Regions from separate parts of the Sus scrofa genome. Here regions 1 and 2 are each linked to region 3. A link is a contact called in public HiChIP or PLAC-seq data. All regions are on one chromosome and are shown on one strand. Each heading gives the region's core, a stretch centred on a gene start, on an enhancer-like site or on the middle of the called end of the contact. The rest is flanking DNA. Distances are from core to core; before and after follow the strand shown. Region 1 holds the start of GLMP (glycosylated lysosomal membrane protein). Region 2 holds the start of RXFP4 (relaxin/insulin like family peptide receptor 4). Region 3 holds the start of MEX3A (RNA-binding protein MEX3A).

What was found. HiChIP or PLAC-seq counts read pairs in DNA pulled down with a chosen protein or histone mark.
Region 1: an H3K27ac HiChIP or PLAC-seq map of alveolar macrophages shows a contact between it and region 3, with 3 times the contacts expected there. The contact joins the promoter of GLMP here to the promoter of MEX3A in region 3. A contact is called at or near these places in 1 of 5 promoter capture datasets (fetal liver), 1 of 47 Hi-C or Micro-C datasets (embryonic fibroblasts) and 2 of 2 datasets of contacts at active chromatin or transcription factors (alveolar macrophages and skeletal muscle).
Region 2: a contact with region 3 is called in an H3K27ac HiChIP or PLAC-seq map of alveolar macrophages. The contact joins the promoter of RXFP4 here to the promoter of MEX3A in region 3. A contact is called at or near these places in 8 of 47 Hi-C or Micro-C datasets (embryonic fibroblasts, fetal skeletal muscle, liver and 4 more) and 2 of 2 datasets of contacts at active chromatin or transcription factors (alveolar macrophages and skeletal muscle).

What each region holds. Positions count from the first base shown.
Region 1 is chr4:93,757,168-93,760,506 of Sscrofa11.1, reverse strand. GLMP (glycosylated lysosomal membrane protein) reads right to left here and starts at 1,568. Exons shown (of 5, transcript XM_005663295.3): 1 at 1,406-1,568; 2 at 261-461; 3 at 1-139. The coding sequence starts at 1,525.
Region 2 is chr4:94,083,417-94,086,826 of Sscrofa11.1, reverse strand. It overlaps RXFP4 (relaxin/insulin like family peptide receptor 4), which reads left to right and starts at 1,732. Exons shown (of 1, transcript NM_001005844.1): 1 at 1,732-2,853. The coding sequence starts at 1,732. The coding sequence ends at 2,853.
Region 3 is chr4:93,948,256-93,951,294 of Sscrofa11.1, reverse strand. It overlaps MEX3A (RNA-binding protein MEX3A), which reads right to left and starts at 1,419. Exons shown (of 2, transcript XM_021089689.1): 1 at 494-1,419. The coding sequence starts at 947.

The DNA.
Region 1 (3,339 bases), core at 319-2,818, 190 kb after region 3:
TGGCTACCTCCAGCCCAAACAGGGAGCGGTTTCCCCGGGGAGTGGCCCCAACCAGAGCCACCTCTAGCTGGCAGGTGTCCGCTGTGTGCAGGAGGCGAGGGGGTTGTGCTGGTCGGCCAGATTTGGAGAATGCCTGCACCTAGGATGGAAGAGGCATGGGAGGCGTGGGAAGCAGGCAGATACCTGTGTTTGAAGGCGACCCTCATCAACTCCCACCCTTATCAACCAGCCTTTTGAGTTCTGATTCCCCATACCCTTACCCTGAGGGCCAAGCTGCCATTGGCAAAAGCCCCGGTAGGGTCGTGAATGGGGTGGCCTCGAAATGTGGCACTCAGGGTGGCAGGATCCAATGAATCAGTGATGTTGTTCCAAGAGAACTCAGCCAAGGAATACGGAGGATACGATTTTCTTGGAGGCTTTGTCACTGCATCGGATGTGTTGGTGCTGTCAAATTCAAACAGCTGGCGGGTGGGGGTGAGGAGGGACTGGGCTTGCCAGAGTCCAGGTTTCTCCTGAGTCACCACCCCCCAAGTCACTGCCCCCCACCCCCGGCTCTCATACCTCTATTTCATCTACCCCCAGTCTTCAGTTTCTCTAACTCAAATGAAGTCTCTCCTCTGTACTGATTCCCTTCGGTTTCCCCCAACCTCCTCACCCTGGTAAAGACAACGGCAGAAGAAAATTGGATGCTGTCTTTGGGGAGCACCATCAAGCTCCCTTCAGGGTCAGAGGAGATCAGGAGGCTCCAGTTCACACGCAGGGTGCTGTGGGGGGTATTGGTGGCCACTAGTAGCACTGCTGGGGGCCCTAGGCTGCTCCACACATAGTGCAGTGTGGAGTTGGTACCCACTGCATGGATATGAAGCAGGTTCTGGGGAGGGTCCAGCCCGTCAGAGATGACCTCCAGAGACACCTAGAACATGGAGTAGTGGGAGGGTCAAGGGAACAGGATCAGGGAGAGACACAGGGCAGATGTTTGGGGACAGGGAAGGGGGCTTGGGAAATGATGGGGAAACGGTGGGACCTTGGGGCCTAGGCAAGAGCAATGCTTGTGGGAGCTAAGAGATTCCTGCTGTAAGGAGAGGTGGGTAGAGAAAACGGCCTTGACTCTAGTGGAGAGATAAGGACACAGGGCTGAGAGAAGAAAAAAAAAAAAAAAATCCAATACTTGCCTGGATCTGGCTTACTCAGGGCTAAGTCAGAGTTCAGATTTCCCGGGAAGACAGGAAGCCCTCATACATCCTACTTCTCAATTCTGTCCCATGATCCATGGCTGTCCCCACCCCCAGGGTTGAAGAAACTCTTCTCAATGCAAGCACCCTCCACCCCCACCTCTCGGTTATCCTAGATTCCAACCACCCTTCAAGGCAGCACATCCTGAAACAGGATTGCTCTAGTCCCTCACCTGGCGGGTTTCCTCCCCCAGCAGGCCAAAAGGAGCTGCTGTCAGAAGTAGACTCAGGAGGAGCACGGGGCTGGGGACATAGTGCCCCCAACCCCGGCAGGGCTCCTCACAGCTACCCATGCAGTTCTAACTTCAGAGGGCGGAAGAGACGCTGGGTCATATGACTCAGAGATTCAGCTGATCTCTTTAAAGGGCGGGGCCATCACAGCAGTTCTTAAAGAGACCGCCTCCCTTAACTCAGATTTAGGCTTGCGTGAGAATAGAATCAGAAAGGTTAAGCGGAGAGTTCTCTGATGGCCTAGCGCGTTGAGAATCCTATGTTCTCACTGCTGTGGCTCTGGTTGCTGCTGTGCGGCGTAGGTTCGATCCCTGGCCCAGGAATTTCCGCACACTGACCGTGTGGCAAAAAAGGGAAAAAAAAAAAAAAGTTAAGCATTGTTCATCATCCCCAACTGAGCTGGCAAGCAAGTCATCCTGGCCTAGATTGGCAGACATATTCCCAAATATTCCCAACCTCTCCTACCCAACTGTCCCACTAAACTAAGCTGTAAGTGGGCATGTTGTCTGGATTCAAGATTCAAATGGAATCTGCAAAACGACTCTGAGGCAGGGAAGGCACAGAGGAAATTTGAAGGAATGTGGGGCGGTGGGGGCAGGGGATAGCACACCTCAGAGGGAACTTTTTGTCAATTATTACTATTTACTGAGTTTCCAGGTATGCACATTCTTGTCTGGAAGAGCTCACAATTTTATGGTTGAGAAAAGAAACTTCAGAAAATAGAAAATGAAAGCAGTATTTTTCAAAGGGAGTTGATGTCTGGCTAAACAAATGCTTTTTTTTTTTTTTGTCTTTTTGCCATTTCTTGGGCCACTCCAGCGGCATATGGGAGGTTCCCAGGCTAGGGGTCAAATCAGAGCTGTAGCTGCCGGCCTATGCCAGAGCCACAGCAGCGCAGGATCCAAGCTGAGTCTGCAACCTACACCACAGCTCACAGTCGGATTGTTAACCCACTGAGCAGGGGCAGGGATCGAACCCGCAACCTCATGGTTCCTAGTCAGATTCGTTAACCACTGCGCCACGATGGGAACTCCTGAATGCACTTTTTTTTTTTTTTTTTGTCTTTTGCCTTTTTGTTGTTGTTGTTGTTGTTATTGTTGCTACTTCTTGGGCCGCTCCCGCGGCATATGGAGGTTCCCAGGCTAGGGGTTGAATCGGAGCTGTAGCCACTGGCCTACGCCAGAGCCACACCAACGCGGGATCCGAGCCACGTCTGCAACCTACACCACAGCTCACAGCAACGCCGGATCGTTAACCCACTGAGCAAGGGCAGGGATCGAACCCACAACCTCATGGTTCCTAGTCGGATTCGTTAACCACTGCGCCACGACGGGAACTCCACTGAATGCACTTTTTGATTTGGGTTTTTTTTTTTAGCCTAATCCTAAAATTATTTGACTAAAAATAAATGCACATGGTATAATATTCGTAAGGTACCAAAGGATTATCACCCCTTCTCCTCTGCAACCTGGGTCCTTCCTTGAGACAACCGCTATTACCAGCTTATGTATCCTTCCTAAAAACATTCTATGCAATGCTCAAGCATATATATCTATTGCATACTACATACATATATGTATACACATATACTATGTATCCTGGAATCCAAGTACTGTTCTGCAGTTTGCTCTTTCACTTATATATTGAGGATTGCTCTGTATCAATGCACTTGGAGCTGCCTTATTCTCCAGTCTTTCATTGCAGGGGAAAATGTTCCCTGAATATATTTAGCCAGAGCCTTGATAGTTTGCAACACTTTCTTGTGGCAAAGAACACTGGAAGGAATGTATTTTTATGAACAGCATTTCATACATATTTGCAACCAAATCTATAGGTTAAGTACCCAGGAGTAGAATTGCTCAAATTGCCCTCTATG
Region 2 (3,410 bases), core at 483-2,982, 140 kb before region 3:
ATGGGTTAGCAGAACCCTGAAATTCTGACCTGGCTTCTGTTTCTCAAACCAAGAGAAAATAAGTCCAAAGCATTAAAAGACACCTTGGCTGCCAGATTGGCAAGGTGATGCTGGATGGGTGGGAGTGTAAACATGGCCCTGAGAGACAGAGTGATTGGCATGAAGTCACGCAGGAGCACTCCCTGAGGCCAGCAGGTGACCCCTGGGGCTCACCTGAACTTGGGCTGGGCACTCCCCTTCTGCTAACCACTTCACACGTATCCCTTGCTGAAGGACCCAAACATCCTGGCACGCAGTCTGGATCTCTTTCACCTCTGGGCTTCTCCTATAGGGTTCCTCAGACCAGCTGTTGATTATCCTGACAGGGCTCCTCTCCTCCCCCAGCATTCAAGGGAACTGAACATCAAACATCTTAATGGGTTGGCACAGGGCAGGAAGGTGTTGAATATTTTGGAATCCTTGAAAAAGCATTATTCCTTTATCTGCACCCTGCCCTCCACACCCCCATCTCCTCTCCTTTCTCTCATCACAGCAAATTCTGCAACGGTTAGGGCTATGGGCACAAAAGGGAAGGACCCATTGAGGCATTTTTTCCAATTAGGACTGAGATCATGAGGAGACAGGATGGGGTGTGGTGAAGGTGTATCTCAGCATCCGCAGCTCTGAAACGCGGTTTGGGGGTTGGAGGAGAGAATGGAGGCACCATTGACCTCAGATTAGAGCAGGAAAGTGTGAAATGGCTGTGGGCGTTAGTGATCGAGGCTAGCAGGACTTCTTAGCAGGAAGAGAACCAAGGGCATGCCCCAGGGCCACTCAGGTCCTCATAGGCTGCATTCCCAGTGGGGAGGGAACAGGAAGCTGTGACTTCCTCTCCCCTTTTCTTCCCTGCTTTTAGCCTCAAGGTCACTTGCTGCTGCAACGAATTCCAACCTGTGTTTTCGTTGGCGCTGTTCCCTGGCCATGGTGTTAATAACTGCTTAGTACCTTGCTCCCTTCTGCCACAAAGGCCCCCAACTTTTCCTTTGAAATAATAACCATTTGTGCAAATAGCAAGGCACAAAGTGCCCTTTCATATGTGTCATCTCATTTTATCACACTAATCCCGTGAAGAGAGATTTTAATTTGAAAAATTTAAGTAAGGAAACTGAGGTTCAGAGGAGGGAAGAAATTCACTAAAGTCACAGAGTGGTAGTAGAATTGGGACTCCAGAGCCTTGCCTGCCCCTACGCCCCCTCCCAGCCCACCTCCCCAGGTGCCCAGGGAGCACTTTCTGCAGAGAAGGGGGCCCCTGAACAGTTAGGAATAGAGGGGGTTATAGTTTGGTTCCTGCCATCCCTCAGATGGGGTATCTCTGGTCCCCTCCCTGGGTGGAGGCTTGGGGCTGCCCTTCATAGTGGGATAATTTCCCCTTCCCCATTCCCTCTCTTCTGCATGGAGACACACGCACGCACGCAGGCACGCACGCACGCACGCACTTATCCCAGGGTTCTGGTCCTCCCTCACCCTGCCCCACCCACCCCAAGACCAACAGAGAAGAGGCAGGTTGTCCCTCCAGGACCCGCCCTATGAGGTATGACCGTGGGCTGGGCCTCCAGGCAGCCAGAGGCCCCAGAGAAGCAGAGAAGCGCTCAGATCTACAGCAACCTGCAGAGCGCCCTAGGCGGCCCCTACCAGCCTGGCAGACACTCGCTGGCCCCTCTGCCCTGCACCACTGACATCTGATGCCCTGCGATGCCCACACCCAATACCTCTGCCCCCCTGCCCGCTTTCTGGGTCAATGCGTCTGGAGGCAGCGTGCTGAGTGCTGATGATGCAACGATGCCTGTTGGATTCCTAGCCCTGAGGGTCATGGTTGCCCTGGCCTATGGGCTTGTGGGGGCCGTCGGCTTACTGGGAAATTTGGCTGTGCTGTGGGTGCTGGGTAACTGCGCTCGGAGAGCCCCTTGCCCACCTTCTGACACTTTTGTCTTCAATCTGGCTCTGGCAGACCTGGGGCTGGCACTCACTCTTCCCTTCTGGGCAGCTGAGTCGGCGCTGGACTTCCACTGGCCCTTCGGAGGTGCCCTCTGCAAGATGATCCTGACAGCCACCGTCCTCAACATCTATGCCAGCATCTTCCTCATCACGGCGCTGAGTGTTGCCCGATACTGGGTGGTGGCCATGGCTGGGGGACCAGGTACCCACCTCTCGCTCTTCTGGGCCCGTGTGGCCACCCTGGCAGTGTGGGTAGCAGCTGCCCTGGTGACGGTGCCCACGGCTGTCTTTGGGGCTGAGGGCGAGTTGTGTGGCGTGCGGTTGTGTCTGCTGCGCTTTCCCAGCAGGTATTGGCTGGGGGCCTACCAGCTGCAGAGGGTGGTCCTGGCCTTTATGGTGCCACTGGGCATCATCACCACCAGCTACCTGCTGCTGCTGGCCTTCCTGCGACGGCGGCGACAGCGACGGCAGGACAACAGGGTTGTGGCCCGCTCCATCCGCATCCTTCTGGCTTCCTTCTTCCTCTGCTGGTTCCCCAACCATGTGGTCACTTTCTGGGGTGTCCTGGTGAAGTTTGACTTGGTGCCCTGGGACAGCACTTTCTACACCATCCATACCTATGTCTTCCCTGTCACCACCTGCCTGGCACACAGCAACAGCTGCCTCAACCCTGTGCTGTACTGCCTCCTAAGGCGGGAGCCCCGGCGGGCCCTGGAAGTCACCTTCAGGGACCTGAGAGCAAGGCTGTGGCCGCAGGGCCGGGGCTGGGTGGAACAGGTGGCCCTAAAGGAAGTGGGCAGGCGGTGGGAGGAGATCACCCCTAGGGATGGTGGCCCTTCTGCCATGCCCACCAACCGGGACAAAGGGACAGCTGGGTGAAGGGAGCAAGCTAATCCCCCTCTTTCTGGGGGTCTGCCAGGTCAGGTGCAGGATCCACGCATCCCAGGGAGAGAAAAGCTGGCTTCTCTGCTGTAATGTAACGCTCTCAGGGAGAGTCTGATCTTTGATCCCCAAGTCTGGCAGTGGGAGAATGGGGGAGGCCGGGGCCCAGATCAGGGCTGGGTAGGAAGAACCAGAAGTCTCCACGTGGAGATGGGAATGAAGAGGATCTGAGAATAAACCTCTGGAGCATCCACAAAGTGTGTGCACCTTTCATCCTGGTTCCACCTCCAGGTCAGTGTGGCCTAAAGGATTCTTTGTCCCGTGTCTGCCTCCTGTGAACTTTTCTAGGAAATTTTCCCTAAGGGTCCTAGGCTAATTGGCTCTATCCTCTCCATCCCACCTCCCTCACCTCAAATGGGTGTACCCTTGTCCTTCTTCTGGTGTTGGGGCCAAATGTGGCCTCCTCTGGCCATCTCTACCTTCTTACCATCTCAGTAGTGCCCTCAAAAACTTGGTGCCCACAGACACCTCAGCTGCAAAAGCTGTAGTTCCCC
Region 3 (3,039 bases), core at 170-2,669:
TACACTCAGCCCAACAAAGAGACAGATACTCAGTCTGGCTTCCCGGGCCAGGTCTCCCCCAAAGTCTGTAACTCCAGGCGGCTGGGGGTCCCAGGGGTGCCCCCTCCCCAACCCACTAGCAGATGCCGGAGTAGGGGCCTCGGAGTAACTCTTTGCACATTCTGCCAGTTTTTCCGGCTAGGAGTGGACACCCCCTCCGGACAGCCTCCCCGGATTGGAAGACCAATCCCCCTCCCTTTTCCCTCTCTCCACCGGAGGATATTTCTTTGTCTAAGGGCACAGCCCTGAGGGGAGGAAGGATCTGGAGAACAGTCCCAACTGGGGGGTAGCCGGGAACTTTGTGGCACTTGGAAATCAGGGTAGGGGGCGGGTCCCCCTTTGTGGGGAAGAGACCAAGCCAGAGGCGGGCAAGGAGGGAGGAAATGAACTTTCCGTGCTAGGGATGGGGTGCCCCCCACTCCAGTCTCTCTCCACGGTCCCGGCGCCCGCTTACCTTGCCTGCCCACGATCTCGGCCACGTGCTCGGAGGTGGGCACGGGTACACACTCGGTGGTGTTGCTGCTGCCCTTCAGGCGCAGCTCGGCCTCTTTGTAGAGAGCGCAGAGCTTGGCGTCGCTGGCCCCTTTGGGGGCGGTGGGGGGCTGGGGCGTCTGCGCCGCGGGGGCCGCTGTCGGGGCGGCCGGGGGCGCCGCGGGCGGCGGCGGCTGGGCCGGCTGCGGGGGGGCGGCCGGCTGCGCGGGGGCGCCGCCCCCCCCACCTCCCCCGTCCTCGCCCGCCGTGGGGGCGGGGGGCTCCCCCAAACCCAGGAGGCAGAGTTGATCGAGAGCCAGCTGAAGGGCGCGCTCGTCTTCCAGCAGCCCTCGGTCCTTAGCGCTTCCCCCGAAACATCCTAGTTCTCCAAAGCCCCCATTTCTTTCCATTATTCCAGATACCACTAGACTAGGCATGGCGAAACAAAAGCTGGGGGAGAGAGAGAGAGGGAGAGAGAGAGAGGTGGTGGAAGGGAAAAGAGGAGAGAGGAGGGGAGGGGAGAGGAGAGGAGGGGGGTGTGTGGGGAGGGGGAACAAAGAACTGGGGAGGGGGGAAGAAAGCGAGATAGAAAGATAGACCCTCCCCCTAAGCCCCCCTCCCCAAACACCCTGTAACCCGACTCCCCTCGCCCCAGCCCCCGGGGTGGGGGTGGGGGGAAAGAGAAGCAAAACCAAGAAAGCAGATCTCCTCTCTTCTCCGGGGGTGACGGGGGGCGGGGGGCTGCGGGATCTCTGCCCCCACCCCTCCCGCCTCAGGCCCGGGAGTCTCTAGACCCCGCCGTCCAGACGCCCCCCTTAGGCTCCCGCACCGAGCCCCAGTCCAGGAGCGGCGCTCAGTGGCCCCCAATAGAGCCCAGCCCCTTCCAGCGCTCAAACTCTTTTGTTTTAAATGAACTGGATGGAGCAGCATGGAACTGACGGGAGGGGGGCGCGCCGGGGGCGCCCGGGGCATGCCGGGAGTTGTAGTTTCCCGCCCTTGGGGGCGAGGGGACGAATTCCCTGACCCGAGGAGGATAGGGATGTGCCTTCGGTCTTTACCCGCGGCTCAGAGGCGAAGCTGAGGGTGGGATGGAAGTCGAGGTCCCTCATTTTTCCGAGGGGCGGGCACCGGGAGAGGAGTCAGTGTACAGAAACGGTTCGGGTCGAAAAAAGGCTAATGGAGTGTGTCCCCCCTCCCAAGACGGGCTCCTTCCCGATCCGGGCCAGTCTCAGGTCCTTCTTTCTTATGATAATGAGGGGGGGCGAGAGGGCGGGGAGCGGTCCCGGCTGGGTCACTGCGGCTTTCTCTCGCTCTCTCGCTCTCTCCCCTCTTCCCCCTCCCTGTCGCGCTCCCTCTCAGCTCTCCGCTCCCCCCTCCCGCTCTCCCAGAGTATATCCCGGCTCCCGGCCGCGGGGAGAGGTTCTCCGCAGAGCAGACAAAGCCCGCAGCCGCGATGCGGGGAGAGCTTGGTCCTGCGCGCTCTGGGAGCCGGGATGGGGTGCCGGGTTGGAGGGTGGGACCCCCTGGCAAAAGACGGGGTCCCCTCATCCCCAAGCGGCAAGCCATCCTCCCTCATCCCCTCCTGCCCCCCAGTCTCGGAGATCTGAGAGGCACCGACTGGGAGGTGAGTTAGTTCACTTCCTTCTGATCTGTAGAGGGAACCGGGAGGGCTCTGGAGTGTTGAGGTGAGGAGGACGAAGGGGTGGAAAGAGAGGAGAGAAGTAGGGGACCGAGAATGGGGAAGCAAGGGAAGTCTGAAAGACGTGATGTGACTTAACAGTTTAGGGAGAGCCGGGAGCTTTGGGTGCGACAGGAGGAGGAAAGAGAGACCCGATGGAATGGAGACCCGGGCTTCCTCAGACCTGGGCCGTGCATACAGCTTGGGGGCGATCTGTTCTTTAGCCTTAACCGTCATTCTGCTTTGCCTCACCCATCTTTCTCCCATTGAATAATACCTTGTGACTCTGGAAATTTGGTGAAAGTAAAAAATCAGTATTTAAGGCACGAATTGGACAGCTGGGGACTTTTAGGGGAGCTTGTGGAAGTTGGAGTGTAAAGCAATCTTTTCTTCTCCCCTCACCCCATAGCTTTGGCATTTCTTTTGTCACTCTCTTTATGCCTGGGTCTTTCCCAGTAGGAGAAAGGATGGCACTGCAACTTGAGGGCTTGAGATCAGACTTTTAAGAACTTCCCAAAAGAATTTTATAAGAATGTGTGGGTGAGCAGCCATGGAAGGGTGCCCTTTCCTGGAGTGCCTTTGAACCCAAAAATCCGAACTAGTTTGTGAGGTAAAGTCCTCTTTGGAGGCAGAGGAACAGAGGAGATGACCTCACAGACCAGGCACTGTGAGGCCATGAGGGCTGAGCTGCTGCAAAGCCCAGTTCCCTAAACTGATTCTCACAAAGAGTAAATCTGCACACCAGTGGAAGGGCGGGAGCCAGGGTGAAGGATCTCAGAAGCGGGTGGGTGTTGGCACACTCTGGGGGGGCTCTCGATTCTCTTTGCCCAGCAGGAGATCCAGGGCAGGGG